Regions from separate parts of the Anser cygnoides genome. Here region 1 is linked to region 2. The links are chromatin contacts, called in public Hi-C maps. All regions are on one chromosome and are shown on one strand. Each heading gives the region's core, a stretch centred on a gene start, on an enhancer-like site or on the middle of the called end of the contact. The rest is flanking DNA. Distances are from core to core; before and after follow the strand shown.

Region 1 (7,563 bases), core at 1,269-3,768, 180 kb after region 2:
AGCAAAATGGAGACAAAAACTCTGAATCATGCCCCTGGAGGGGAGATAAATGAGGGTCAGAATGAAGTTCATTTAAATCCACCAAGCTGCTACAGAGGGGGCTACAGATCCGCAAAACAAAATGAAGGGCTCAGTAGGAGCCTGCACTGCCAGTGCTGCAATGTCAGGAAGGCAACGCAGTGCCACCTGAAACCTACAGGCACAGCACCAGGACTCGAGGGAAAACAACGGTGGCCCTCCCGGGGGAGACACGCCTGCAAGCAGCGCTAGGACGAGGCGCACGGATCCCGCAACGCGTGCCCCTGGCAGCAGAGGTTCAGCAGAGCCTCCGGGGAGGACATCCTCCCAAACCCAGAGGAACATAACGGAGCCACATCTTTTTACACCAGTGGGGAGGATTCGCCCCTTTCTGCTTGGCATCCTCCTGGGGGTCTCTTTTGGGAGAGAGGACAATAGCAAATTAGCTGTAACGCATCAGCTGTGCCTCTAACACCTCAACAGGGTTAATCTGTAGCCCTGATCTAGACTTCCAGTTATCCTTGTTTCCCCGGTTTCCTCTTCTCCAACATTTGCATCTCAGCGTGACAGGTATTTCGTATTTAAGCTTATGTGCCTGTGCACGCCGCTACGTAGGAGAGAAGCACCCGGTTTTAACTACGGCTGCGACTCCAGCCACGGCTCCCAGAGATGCGCTACCGGCTCGGTCCATTTCCCCTTCCTTGCCAAACCGAGGGAGCTGAAATGAGAGACGTCAACTTTGGGATCCTGCTCCCTCGAATGGGAGCTCGGTAAAAATATCGGACTCCTCGTTTGCAAAGAGGCAAAAAAAAAAAAAATCCCCAGGAAGTTGATGCATCGCGGCGTTGCATCTGTGTCGAGCCCTGGGTAAACAAGCAGCAACATGAATGAAATCTGTCCAGAAAGACTGCATTTCAGCGCCAACCACGCAATCCCTGGCCAAACCACTGCGTCTGGAACAAAGTTTGATCTCGCTCGCGAGCGCCCAGCTGCGCTCCTGCCATTTCCTGGGGGGAACCGCAGCTCTGCGGGATGGATGCCCACCGCGAGACCCACTCGGGCAGCCCCCGGAGAAGCGCACCCACCCACCCGGGGGTGGGCTGAAAGAAAAAAGGGTCGAAAGCCACCCCCGGAGCTGCCACCCCGGCGGGGGCACCCCCTGCCCTCGGGGGGTCCCCGGCCGGGCCGGGGGGGCGCAGAGGGGACCCGGGGGGGCCGCTCCCCGCCCCGGTGCCCCAGGCGGGGGCCAGCCCCGGGGCCGGGCACTCACCGCTGGCGTTCTTGCCGCAGATGAGGTGCTGGTAGGGCTGCAGCAAGCCCCACAGCTCGGGGTCGTTGTTGACCGTCTGCTCCAGCGCCTCGAGCGTGAAGCGCGGCCCCTCGGCGCCCTCCTTCTCCTTGTCCTTCTCCTTCTCCTTGTCCTTGTCGGCCGGGGGGCGGCCGGGCGGCGGCAGGGGGGCGGCGGGGCCGGCCAGCACCCTGGCGTGGATGTCTCGGAAGAGGCTCTCGGTGCCGGCCGTGAGGTAGATGGCGGCGTGCTCGTGGATGCGCAGGGCCACGCGGCTGTCCACCATCCAGCGGTAGAACTTGCCCACGGAGAAGGCGAGCCCGCAGCGCGCCGACTTGCCGCGGCTGAAGCGGTCGCCGCCGCTGCCGCTCATGTTGTAGAGGGAGAGGGCGCCCAGCGCCGCCGCCGTGCAGCGGGCGGCCAGCGTCCAGCCCAGGACGATCTCCATGGCGCTGCGCACCTCGTGCTTGGTGCACTTGGCGAAGCGGAGGCTCAGGCGCTGCGCCTCCCGGGCGATGCGCACCAGCGCCCGGCTCACCAGCGTGGAGAGCCGCGCCGCGGCATCCCGGCTCCCGGCACCGGCACCCGCACCGGCACCCGCACCGGCACCGGCACCGGCACCGCCCGGCGGCCGCGGCTCCCGGCGGGGCGGCGGCGGCAGCAGCAGCGCCTCCACCTCCTCCAGGCTCCAGGGGACCTCCTCGAGGTCGGGCAGGAGCCGGGCGCACTGCTGCCCCGCGCAGTCCAGCACCTCCGAGTCTTCCGCTAGGACGGTGTTGACGGTGTCGAAGCTGTTGTGGCGACTGTGCATGGAGCCAGCTAGGTGCGGCCAGCAGCTGCCTCCATAGGGGTACGCGGGGTGCGAATCCGAGCAGCACAGCGACAAGTTGGACGAGCGCACCGAGTCCGCCGCGCCACCATAGCCGGAGTCCAGCGTCAGGTCTTCCAGCGTCCTCACCGCCGTCTTACCCCTCCGGGCCATCGCCGCACTTCATGCTGCACCCGACCCAAGGCGCCCGGGCACGGAGCGGACGGAAGCGGGGGACGGGCAGCGGGCAGCCCCGCTGGGCCGAGCCGAGCCGTGCCGAGCCCTGCCGAGCCGAGCCGAGCCGCCCCGCTCCGCTCCCCCTGGCCGCGCAGCGCCGGAGCCGCCCGGTGCCTGCTGCCCGCCGCCGGCCGCGGCCCCGCTCCCGGCCCGGCTCCTGCACTGCGCCGCGCCGCCGGCCCCACACCGCAGCGCGGCGCGGGGTGGGCGGGGACATGCAAATCTACCGGGCGCCGCGGCCAATGGTTGCGCGCGGAGGAGGGGGATATGCAAAACAACAGAGCCCCGCGGCCAATGGGGAGGCGCCTCCCGCAGCGAGGCTCCGCCCCCGAGCGCCGCGGGGCGCGGCGCGGTGCGGGAGGGCCCCGGCGCCGGCCCCGGTCCCCCCGCGCTGCCCGCGGGCGCTGGGCGCGCACCGGCGGCGGGTGGGAGCCGGGCACCCACACGGCCAAGGGGTGACACCGGGCAGAGCCCTGGTCGGGAAGGGAGAGCGCCAGGCAGCGAGCAAGTACGGGAAAGCCCTTAAGAAATCCCGAAATTGGGAAATCTGCACGTTTCCAAACCTTGAAATTAGAAAATCTGGAAATCAGAAAATCTGGAAATCAGGAAACCTGGAAGTTAGAAAATCTTGATATTTTCAAATCTTGAAATTACAAAATCTTGATATTTTCAAATATTGACGTTTTCAGATCTGGACATTTTCAAACCTTGACACTACCAAACCTTGAAATTACAAAATCTTGAAATTAACTCTCATGAAGGCTTGGAGAAGTAAGATCTCTTTTAGGATTACTATTGTATTTCCTGTGCACTTCAAGGTTCCTGATGCAGCACACAGTATCTCCCCAACTAGCATATTCCAACCCTACGTTGCCTGCCCCCGTGTTATTAGGAGCTGCCTGGCTGATAGCCCAGGCAACAGGCTGGGAGGGTATATACACGCTTCTACATTCTGTGTTGACGAAATGCTGTATCCTTTTAAGCATAAAATACCGGCAAAATCCCATCCCTTTAAGTATAAGAGCCTAGCAAACACATTCTTCTATCGTGCCAACAGAGCCGGCCAAAATTCCCGAGCAGACAAGGCGCAGCGTGTCGGAGCGGTGCCCGGCCCAGGGAGCACAGCCTGGCGTGCCTTCAACATAAACTTCCTATAGGAAAGGCACGAACGCAGCTACAGGTAGGCTAATTTGTCGGGCGGGCTGGGGAGAGCTACGACACGGCCAAAAAACACCGAGGGGTTGCCTTCCACAGCGGGTCGAGTGCTGTCAGAAACCGGTTTCTCAGCATAAGCTCGGTGGTTCCGCCAGACGCGCCGCGCACGGCAGATTTTTCATGGGAATACATGGGCATCGTACGCTCAGCAGTGGTCGCAGAAAGTAGCAGGGCTCAGGGCAGGAGCAACCTCAACGACAGCCGCTGGCAGCCTGCAAATAAGACATTCAGGCCCCCGCTGACAGAGCAGGGGGACCATCAAATAGGGGAGCGTGCCTTGAGAGCAAAATCATGCGGACTTTGTGGCTGTCCAGACCAACATCTCGCAGCAGAGCCCTCTGGTGTCTCCAGCCCTTCAGTGCGGAGGCTTCCAGGTTGCTCAGGGAAATCCTCCGGCTCTCAGTTCGGTAAGAGAACGAAAGCGTCTCCGGGACTGAACACCTCGGGTTGGGTATTTTTCTGACAAATGCCATCCACCTGACCCTGTCCCTACGCTTCCAGGAAGCACTGTGGCTCTGCACTGACCGCAGGCAACAGTAGGTCAAAATTAGGGGAATCCCAAGTTTTGGGGAGTTTTGTAGCAGATGGTTGGTTGTGCTTCATGGTGTGCACCCAGGAAGGGTGAGCTGAACAAATGAGGGGGGCGTCTTGTTCACCACCCCTTGTAAAAAGGTTGATGCTGACCTTTGAGGCACTGTTTTTAGGCCATGTCATTACCCACGCATCGAGACAAATAGGACAAACGAGAAGAGGACAGTTGTCTCAGGCTGCGCGCAGACTCAGGCGTTTATGGCACTGAGTCAGAGTCAGCTTGTACTTCAAAAGACCTCTTTCCAACTAACTACAGAGGGCTCTTTTTAATTTTAATGCAGAAAGCAAGATATTGGGCCTTACTAGAGATTTTGTCGTTGCAGCGAGATCCGTATCACCTCCCACGTCGTGCCACCAGTTTGGAAAAAGTCTCGACGCTTGGACGCACCAAGCGCGTGTCAGCGCCGGGCTGGTTTGTGCTTTCAAAAGCAGCAGAGAGACCTGACTCATTTCTTCAAGACGACTAATTACCTTCTCACTGTGTGCTCAGATCAGTGCAGGGCAGCCGTTCTGGATCTCCAGGGATGTTTGGGTGCCTGGAGGTCCTTGCCTTCCCATGTGCGGCCAGCTTGGCTTCTGCATCCCGGAGCGAGCTTCGGCATGGTTTGGAAGGACATCTGACAGCGCTCCCGAGACAGGGTGACTTTGTTCTGGAAACTGCCCTGGGAGAAGATGGGATCAAACGGTTTGGAGGGAAACACACCTCTGCGACAAGAGCAGTGCCCAATGGGGTCAACAGCCCTCAGCTTTAATCCCAAAAACGCACCACACCTCTCCTGCCCTGGGCAGGCGGGCAGGTGTCTGCAGCCATGCCCTACTGTGCGAGCCGGCTGGGGTCATTTGCCTACCAGACAAAAACATCCACTGAAGAAAACAGAGCCCCTTTATATGTCACATGCTCGGGGAGGGGGGATGACAATTTTCAGCTAGTTGGAGACGGGGACATTAGTTATCCTGACAGAGCTGGGGATTCAGACAGGAGCTGATTAAGTACCCTCAGAGGATGATAAGTGCCAGCAAAAGCTCTGAAAGAGGTAAATTGAAACACACTTTAAAAAGGTGCTCAGGGCAAATTGAAGCGAATGGGGAAATTAGAGATTGCATGGGGAGAGCAATAAGTGCCACAGCTCTTTCCCTTTCCTTCCCCACCCAGTGAACTGCCTGCAAATGGCACCTCGGTGAGAGCCGCAGGGACGAGCCCGACAGCAAGCACGCTGGCAGGCGGAGTGCCTAGGATCAGGCCACTCGGTTTTTGTATTCCAAATTCAATGTGCTGCCACGTAATAACAGCTCAGATCAAAAGCAGCGCTCGCAGTATCTCGCAGCTCTATCTCTGGCTGGCAGGAGCAAGCACCAAGCCTCACCAGGGCCTGGCTTGTGTTGCTGGGGAAGTCCTGGCGCTAATGTTTCTGATCACAGGCGGTTCATTTACAAAGCCATGCTGTGATCCTGTACCTGTAAAGCATGTGTGAAATGCACCTCCCTGGCAAAGCAGCCTTTGGGGCTGCAGCATGCCTGCAGCCTGCACAAAGCCACCCGTCACAGATGGAGAGGAGCACTGCCGTCGCAGGTAGCGTCATCCCCGCAGGGCTGCTGGGTGACGGCTGCCAAGCGTTCAGACAAGAGGGCTCGTGGAGGAGACTCCTGGTGCTGCTTCTTGACCGCGTGCAGCACCGAAAGGAGCAGGGATGGGTGGCACGACGAGGCCACCGGCTCGCTGGGAGGGTGGGAAGGAAGGACAGTTGCTGCCCAGCCCAGCTGCGCTCTTCTGCTCTGCAAAAGCAGCAGCTCCTACTTGCCACTGAGCTCAAAGCCCTGCCAACTTTCTCCCTGCAATGCCCATGCCCCTGTGTGCTGAGAGGGCAGCGCGGCAGGGATGTAGAAACCTGTGCCTGGCTGGGAGGGGAGCGATTCTGCAGGATTTCTGAGAAGTTGCTAACTGTGGACGCTTGGAGAAACTGCCAGCCAAAACCAAATCATAGATAATGAAACCATGCAGCCCACGGCTGTGGTACATTTTGGATGCCAAAATCATAAATGAATTCAGAGAGATCTGAAAAATTTCTGAAGGCTAAGACCACTGGTAGCTATTGATCACAACGATGCACATGCAGTCTTCATCTCTGAAAGTTTCTCAACAGCGGTTTGCCAGAAGTGGTGAGGTTATGCCAGGGGAAGGAGCACTTTGTGATCACTTGGTTCCTCATGGCTCTGTAGCTGGTGGCTGCAAAAGAAGAGACACAGCACTGCAGAGACAGAGCCAAAGTCTCCAAGGCAGCCGTTTGGTTGCAGCCCTCACTCCCACACGAGGGGACAGCATTACCGCCAGGTCACCAGCTTGGCTTGGAGGTCTGAACAGTCAATGCAGCCATACTTGGAGTCCTTATGAAGTGCTGGGTTTTTAGGAAGGATCAACTGCAACCTCTACACCCATCCTGACAGATTTCAGTCTTTTCTTTCCCTGAAACTACACATGATGAAGACTCTACAGCTTCCCTAGATGGTCTGTTCCAGAGTCACACTGCTGCTAGGAACAGCCTTCCTAGCGTCTGACCTAAACTTCTGTTTGCTACAAATGTAAGGATTAAAAAGATGCTCCCAACCTTTGTTAGTGGACGGGACGGACATCTGTACATTACTTTCTTTTAGGCAGCACTCAAAGCATATAGAGCCAAGCAGGATACACACGGAGTTATCCTCCAGCCAGCAGCTTCCCATAATGTCACTACACCACTCCACAAAAGCATAGCAGTGTTTGCATGCTTTATGTGCAGTAAGATTATACATACATGCTACGTTTTGATCAGAACTAAAAGAAACAGGACTAGCAGGCTCCCCTGAGCACAGAGACAGGGAAAGGCTATGCTCAGCCAGTGGGAATTTCCATTCCCACCCAAGACGCAACAAACCTGCGTAAGAGATGTATGCATGGGTATATGAGAAAACAATTTAAAGGTGAAATACAAAGCAACAAAGATGCTCGAGATCAGTAGCGACTGCTTAGTTAGCTGGCCCTTTGGTCTTTGGTAGAGAGGACATCCGGCATAGAAATGGCTTAACTTACTCCGCGTTTTAAGTACTCACTTCTCCCTGTCTATCCATCACCACCTCTTAATACTCGGTAGTTCAGGAATGACAGTGAAAGAGAAGAATGCTCAGGGTCTTTCTGGCTGCTTGCAAGGATGCAGAACCACTCTTAGGCCATCACACTTGCTGCACCTGATGCTTCAAGGAGGTGATGAGCTGGATGCAGCACGCTTCGACCCCAGTGGGCCTTGCAACGCCACTGCTCTCTCCAGGGGGATTTGTGTCTGTTAGTCCTTGCTTGCAATTTAAGAGCTGGTCCTGATTAAAGGAGAAGCAGTACTTTTGTATGTGTTTAAAATACGATTCTTTGTGGTAATGT
Region 2 (7,890 bases), core at 2,025-4,524:
ACATGCGAGCAAGAAAAATCACCAATGGCTCAGTGGAACACACGTAAAACATACAGTGCCCCAAAATGAATGTAGCAAGTGAACTCGTTTTAAAGATGCACATATACCTTCCTCCCTGAGCTTTGTTATGGTATGTGAAGCCACCACAACAACTTCTCGTGTGATATCACACGTTTGACAAGGGTCCCTTACAAACAAACTGGACATTGTGCCAGGAGCCTACAACTAGTCTTACCTTTCAATTTTGAAAGCTTTGTGAAGAATCTAAAATAGTACAGAAACTACAGCTACCAGAAAAAAAACAGAACCTTTATGCTTAGCAAAGGTCTCAAAAATTCACCTACCCCACCCCCCTGCCCCAGATGATCACAGTCCTTGCAGCTCTCTAAATTATATTGTCTCTTCGCATGAAGCCTCTCCTTCTAACTGACTTCTGTAGCCTCTCCCTGTACATTAATTCAGACAGCAGTCACAATCCATCTTTCTAAATTAAATTGCTGGATGTTCTTTGAAGTCTCTCCATATCACTTCTGAAGAAGCACCCCACATTCTAGGTAAGGCAACACCACTGTTACATACAGTGGAAGGATTACCTCGTGCCTCACACACTGCATCTCCATTTACCACAAAAAGACAAAGAGGCTGCGCCACAGGACAGCGCTGACACTCAGCCTGTGGTAGACTACAGCTAGAGATGATTTCTTCCCCTGCAGAGCTCCTACGAAGCTCCTGCCAGGATGTTCCCCATCTGATATTTGATGGAAACTGATACAGGCAGAAATAGGCGATTATGCTTTAATTGATGCTTATTTAACGGGGATGTGTTTCTTCAAGACATAGCCCTAATATAACACGATTACTTTTCTTTGTAATCCTGTTTTCTAAAATAGCCTGGGTCCATCTCAGCTTGATTTCTTCCACAAACTGGCGGAAGATGTAAGAGGCTTGTAATCTCACAAGTCGTCTAATTTTGGTCATTAGTGACCTGCGATGCTGAAACTTTTTATTTCTTCAAGCACTTTCTGTGTCCTATCAGAGAGCTGACAAGCCACTCCACGTACGGAAGTACACATCCTAAATCATGAGCCAGTTCACCTTAACATCTGACTTAAAGGTAAAAAGTGCACAGAAAGGGGGCTGCACAAAGTAGCCTTAAAAGGAAAAAATCTGTCTGAGCAAAAACCTGGCAAGCCTTTTAAAAGTGCTGCAAGCACCTAAGACCCCAAGGCAGTCTGGCAGAGAATTAGACTTAAATGAATTCTAAGCTAATGCTGTTTAAGATATTTAGCATTTGTATAGTACTTACAGTGTTTTTTAGAGTGATGTAAGGATCCTGATCATTGCTCCCATACACTGCCAGCCCAGCTAAAGTCTCTCCGAGCTTTCTATCACCTAGATGGGAATTTCAGAACATTTCTTACATGTGTCAACGACAGGTGAAGTTAGACGCTCCTGTACCGGTACCTGTATTGCAAAATATCAGGAGTGGGCTAAATGAACTTCCAAGTCCCAAACACGAGGAGAACCTCAGTAAGCTACATTGCTTAGTGCTTTCAGGGACTCTTGCTGCTGTGCTCCGGCACTGCAGCAGGGGGTGTGACAGCCTTTCCAACGCTGCTCAGTTCTTGCATCAGGGAGGAGGACACTAAACTGTTTCACTCACTAAATCACTTCCTAAACTGGGACGAGGAAACAATTCAACACGTGAATTTCCAGCACTTGAAACTCTGTAGTTTTAGGGTACTCATGCCTCAAGTACCACAAGAGCTGAAAAGGTTCCTCATTTGCAATGCGTATCTGACATTTAAAATTTCTCTTACCTGTGTCTTCCTCTTCATCATACTTATCCAAATCATATTCAGCCAGTTCATCGTCAGTCAGCTTTTCGGAGGTTTCCTCCTGGTCTTCATTTTTGGGAGAAGACTCAGCTCTTTCAGCAGTGGCAACGTCCATGCCATCTGCCGTCTGGCCCTGCTCATCTTCATCGCTATCATCAGCACCTTCCCTGTTTAAAGACAGACATCCCCTGAGGAAGCAACACGGACTGGATGCTTCCAGGAAATCATTCAGCGGATTGGCAACAAGATTTCAGCACGCAGTCCTGGCTGCTCACATGGATTTCCAGTCTTTATGCCAATAATTTGGAAACCTACTCAACTCCTTTCCTGACTTCTCCCAAAACAGAAGATGTCGTTATTCTCAGGCTGATAGGGAAAGTTTTTTCTTGCACATTTTCCTGACAAAGCATGGCATAAGTTTTGTTTGGTGGAACTAAACTGAAGTGTGTCTAGATCTCTTTCTCTTGCCTTTCCTTGTGGATAATTCAGTTTCTGTGAATGCTTGCAAGGAATTCAGCAGAAGGCGCGCACAGCAGACGCTGACTGAGGGCCTAAGGCGGACGTGCCAGGCCTCTGAGTGCAGCACGCTCCACAGGAGCTCAGCCCTGCCGAACGCAGCGCGTGCTGCCCTCCTGCACACAGTCCCCAGGCAGCAACCAGCCAAGGTGGCTCCCACAGGTGGGGGGACCAGGTGATCTTGGAGGTCTTTTCCAGCCTTAATGATTCTGTGATTTCTAAAGCAAACACCAGATGTCTGTTTAGTAGAAGCACTTTGTGTAACAGTGTGAGAACTGGAAACGAGATAATCAGAGATCCTAAATTCAAGCCTGATTTATGACCTTTGCCCGGGAAAAGAAAAAGCGGTCAATGTCATAGGACCATCAAGGCTGGAAAAGGGCCTTCAACATCACCTGGTCCAACCACCCCCTCGCTGAGGGTGCACTCAGCTCCCTCACCCAAACCACCGATAAAGACGTTAAAGAGGGCTGACCCCCCCGTTAACCCCTGGGGCACGCCACCGCTGACCAGACGCCAGCTGGATGTCACCGCGCTCACCACCACCACCCCCCGGTCCCGTCCGTGACCACCGACGGGCGCCCAGCCCGCCCCGTGCCCACGCCCCCCCCCAGCTCACCTCAGCCGTTCGCGGGCCTCCCCGACGAGGCGCCGGAGCTCGTCGCGGCTCAGCTGCACCTGGGGGGGGACACGGGGCCGTTAGGGGGGGGGGGGGCGCTGACGCTGAGGGGGGGGGGGCGCTGAGGGGACCGGGGGGGCGCGCTGAGGGGGCGCTGAGGGGACCGGGGGATCCCGCCCCCCCCCCCCACCTTGTCCGGCGTCTCCTTGGCAACGCCGCGTCGCACCCAGGCTGCGCACGGCACCGGGCAGCTCATGGCGGCTCCGCGTGCGGGACCGGGGGCGCGCGGGGGTGACGTCACGGGGGGGGGGGGGGAAGGAGGAGCGCGGTGGCGTCATCGCAGAGCGCGCGCGGGGGGGGCGGGCAGAGGCGGGGAGGAGGGGCGGCGTAGGGGGGGTGCGTGTGGAGGGGGCTGTGAGGGGAGGTGCGTTGGGCGTTAATTAGCGACTCTGTGAAGGGCTGTTGTTAATTGTTCGCTGCCCAGCTCCCCGTGCAGTGCTCCGTGCCCCCTGAGCCAGCCTTGTGTTTACGGAAGCACCGCCCAGAGGGGGCGCACACGCGATGCTTCCCTCCCTCCACACGCGCGGTCACAGAGCAGCAGGGTGCTGTGGGGGCGCTCCGCGGCCGGCGTGCAGAAAATGAGGGGAGGGGAGAAAAAAGGGTAGGAAAGCTGCACAGACGGCCTGCCGAGCTGCAGTTATAGGAAATAACTTCTCTTTTGAATCACAGAATCATTAGGGGTTGGAAAAGCCCTCCAAGATCATCTGGTCCAACCCTCACCCTACCACCAATGTCACCCACTAACCATGTCCCCAAGCACCACGTCCAACCTTCCCTTGAACACCCCCAGGGACGGTGACTCCACCACCTCCCTGGGCAACCCGTCCCAGTGCTTGACCACTCTTCCACGTTTCCTCTGGAGTTGTGCCTGGAATCTCTCTCAGACCCATTTCTTAGCCTCTAATGAGCAGAGGTGATTTTCATCCTGAGGCACCTCTGCAAAGTAAGGCAAGACTTGATAGCAGCGACTTTCACTGTTTCAGTTTAGTCACTGATTCTGGTGTCAGAGCCTTCTGCCTGTCTGACGAGAAAAGCACTGAAACAGTGTCCCTAATTCTGGATCCACTTATGGAGAATTTGAGGCATTTGACCCATCCCAACCTATCTGAGGAGGCAAGTGCTGGGTAGTTCTCATCCACAGGAAATGTGTGTCCCTGTCTTGTTCCAGGTGTCATCATGAAGGTTCAGCTAGGTGAAGGTACCTGGCTAAGCAGAGCAAACTTTTATTCTGGCATGGACTTACCAAGCAAAGAAAAGCAGGGTCAGTAGGAAAAGTCAGTAGGAAAAAATGGCTCCTCTGAAGGGAAGTGCCAACTTTTTTTTTTTAGGGTATGTGTCAAGGTGCTCGGAGAGTATTACCTTCCACACTAAGTAAGGGTGGAGGAGAGAGGAGACCTGAAGAGATACAGAAGCCACCGGTGCCAGCAAGCTCCCCAATACTTATTTGAAAACTTGCAGAAAGGGTGCTCCAGAGTCCAAGGCTCTGCAGAGACCTTGAAATACCTTGAAACTGTCAGAGACAGTGTAAGCATGTCTAGTATGGCAGCTGGAAGGTACTACAAGGCCATGAGAAGGTTCATACTACAAATCATACAGGCTGCAAGCAAGAAAACAAAGGGAATTTTATGTGTTTTGAGAGAAGCAGGCTTGTTGCTGTGGTTCAGCTCACCTCTTCAGATGAGACAAGGGTAAAGGCACTGATACACTAACACTCAAAAAAAAAAATCTTCTCTCAAATGAGCTGAAAAGTATGTTTTGCAGTCCCAGAGATGCTGAACAGCTAAAAGGGAAGTCACAACATCAAGAAATCCTCTAACTTTGGACAGACATAAAGAAGTGCTTACGAGTTGCTTTCAAACACCAAGGGCAGCCACAAAAGTCCTCAAGGTTACCTTTTGATTCTCTATTTGCATTCCCTGGGTGATTCTCTGAAATGAAGAGCATGAATTGGAGGAAACCAAAGGAAGATCAGATCCCAATAGGGCAGCATCTTGTCAGGGGAGACAACATACCCTGCTTGCACACAGCAGTGTAGCCTGGAGGGAAGAACTCTGATAGCTAGGCACAGGTAAGTTTTCAGGTGGTTGAAACAAGGCCGCTTTGGTTTTCTTTCATCTAAGATCTCAAGGTCTTGTCTGGGAGATAACCAACCTCCCCGCTTTAGAAGATAACTCATTCTTGCGCCAAGGCTTATTCTCCAAAATCTTAGGTTTTGCTTACCTTTATGGAATAAACTGGATCTGTTATTTATCCATTAATTTACTCTTATTTTTTATTGCTTATGGAGCATCTGTTTCCCCAAAATGTGCCCTAAGAGTTGATACAACTCTTACAAACGCACAACTACAACTCTGTAAATGATACAACACACTAGGGCTCCGCTAGTAAAGGAAAGTCAGTAAACATATGGGTATGGGAAAAACCAACTGGCAGTGCTCCAGGTGCTGTGACTCTGCCAAGATATGCAAGTTTTACTTATAATTGTTGTTCTCACAGCCGGCAGGGAGTGGTGCCTGTGTGCCTTCGTGTCAGCGTACACATGGGTGAGCACTCGGAGGAGAAGGGGTACGTGCGAGTGTGCCGGGGCACCATCACATCTCCGTGGGCAGATGCACTCGTAAAAACACCAGAAGACTCCCACCCCTCCAGCTGTGCTGCACCACAGCAGTGAGGGGAGATGCTAGGGGCTGTATTTGTCTCAATGGTGGGGCGTATTTGCTACTTCAGTGTCTAAGAATATTGCCCAATATCAGCTGCTTCAAGTATTCATGATTTCAGGAAGAGACCCTTTTTTTTTTTTACAAGCTTCTGGGCTTGTAGGGCAGAGGGGTTGGGAAGCTCCAGAAAAGCAGAGAGGCAGTGGGGCTGTGCTGTGTACAGCAGCATCCTGGGCTGCCAGGCTATCTGTGCAGATTTGTGGATGTCATCTTTGTAGCAAAGCTTGGAGATAGACAGCCCACCTCTTACTCTGGAACAACAGCCCCCTTGAAACATTCTTTAAAAAAAAAAAAAAGTAATCGAAGAAGCTCTCATTAAAATATAAAGCTCTCTTGACACGGAAAAGTTTGGCTGATACTGCTACACACCTACAAATATGCCTGTATAAGCCACTATGCAGTTTTCTTAAATTTGTTATTTCTGAATGGCTTAAATGATAGTGTTACTTTCTAAATAATCTAATTTAAGCTGAGATATACAATGATTTTTTTGTGTGTGTTACACAGATGCCTCTGCTGCTTATGCCCCCAGTAGACCTACATCAAGCACTTCAGACAGACAGTGGTCTCCTGTTTGGACAATACCGGAGGCTCCTCTTGGGTAAGCCTTGCTGTGTGGCACTGGTGGTTTAAGACATCGCTGCCCACTTCTGCCTTGTAGAGGAGAAGACACAGCAGTGGGCAAGACTGTCCTAAACCTTAATTATTTTAGTGAATGTGCGCCAAAGCCCTCAGTTTCTACATGTTAGGGTTGTCCAGAAAACCTACAAAAAATGTGAACTGGCCGTAGCAGAAACACAGATGATTTTGCAGAAAATGTAGAGCAATGTTGTTAATGGGTATGTCTGAACTTCTCTATTTTCTCAGGGAAGAGTTAACTCAGATGCCCAGAAATAATACTAAATTGCGCCAGTATCGATATTCTCCTTGGGAAAGGAAACAGACCAGACCAATTTGCTACAAGTGAAGCTTGCTTTGCTTTTTTTCCTAGTGAATGACACTGGGGAGGAAGGCAAGGGGGCCTACATCTGCTACTAAATTTTGATATTTGTAGTCTTGCCACCTGTCGTTACCACACTCAGCTCCTGGACGGCTGGGCTTGCAGAGCCTGCAGGCACCTGACTGTGCCAGGATCCTGGTCTGGAGCCACCCTGTCGCTTGTAGCAATGTTTAACTCACATGACTCACATGTATGGATTTTTCCTTCTAGGCCATACTTGAAGGGATATTACCATTTTTTGCCTCCTGGATCAACTTGTTTTGTAATAATCTGATACATTATAAAGGAAGGATTTGATTCTAAATCCACCAAAACTTACAAGGTACAATTAAATTTAAAAGTTAAAAAAAAACAACACTCAAATAAAAAGATTTTTTTTTAAAGCTTGATTTTACTGTCATGCTAGAATTAATCATTTCCCTCTATTTACTTCTGAATTCTCCTTGATACCCATTTGGCACTTAGTTGTATGCACTTACAGCAATACTGCATAACAAAGCAAGCTCCCAGACTTTCGGGTCTTCACAAATCCAAACTGGCTGGCTACCACACATCTGCAGATGCTTGATTTTAAGCACCATGGCACTCCATTCCCTTGTCTTACAAGCAGTTTTTTTTTAAAAGATCAAGGCTCAGACAGAAATTTTTGGAAACAGCCTCCATGTCACTTCGTCAGAGGCACAGTGGCCTTACTGACAGCAGTGAGTGGGGAGAAAAAGCACCAAAAGTTCCCGATGCAAAACACTGGACACAGGTAGTTTCTGAGAGATGCTTCTTGGGAGAGCCCCCACAGTCCTGCCGCTGTCTGAAGTACACCGAGAAACACCTGAGCAGGAGAAGGAACAACAAAAACACTCACAGCAGCCATTGTCTAGGCTAGAAAACAATGGAATTTTTATTGAACAGAGATGGCTCATAGACACGCTCCAGAGAGTTCCACCTGCTGTTCAGCAATACTCATTGCCATCTGATAATAACCTATGGGGGCAGCTGTATAAAATAGGAATAAAATACCAAATTGCTATATTCATTAATAACTTTGCCTTCCAAATACAGAACTGTATGTTATTTAAAGTCTGAAAATAGACTACAGTTGTTAGCATTTAAACCAAACCTTTATGATAACAAATATACAAAAAG

The links. Hi-C and Micro-C count contacts between places; a contact is called where the count stands out from the background.
Region 1: a Hi-C map of liver shows a contact between it and region 2, with 2.2 times the contacts expected there. The contact joins the promoter of ABTB3 here to the promoter of PWP1 in region 2. A contact is called at or near these places in 2 of 7 Hi-C or Micro-C datasets (granulosa cells and liver).

What each region holds. Positions count from the first base shown.
Region 1 is chr1:58,319,360-58,326,922 of Taihu_goose_T2T_genome, forward strand. ABTB3 (ankyrin repeat and BTB domain containing 3) reads right to left here and starts at 2,519. Exons shown (of 17, transcript XM_066997068.1): 1 at 1,289-2,519. The coding sequence starts at 2,288.
Region 2 is chr1:58,136,322-58,144,211 of Taihu_goose_T2T_genome, forward strand. It overlaps PWP1 (PWP1 homolog, endonuclein), which reads right to left and starts at 3,275. Exons shown (of 15, transcript XM_066997039.1): 1 at 3,164-3,275; 2 at 2,974-3,032; 3 at 1,821-2,005; 4 at 1,307-1,392. The coding sequence starts at 3,229.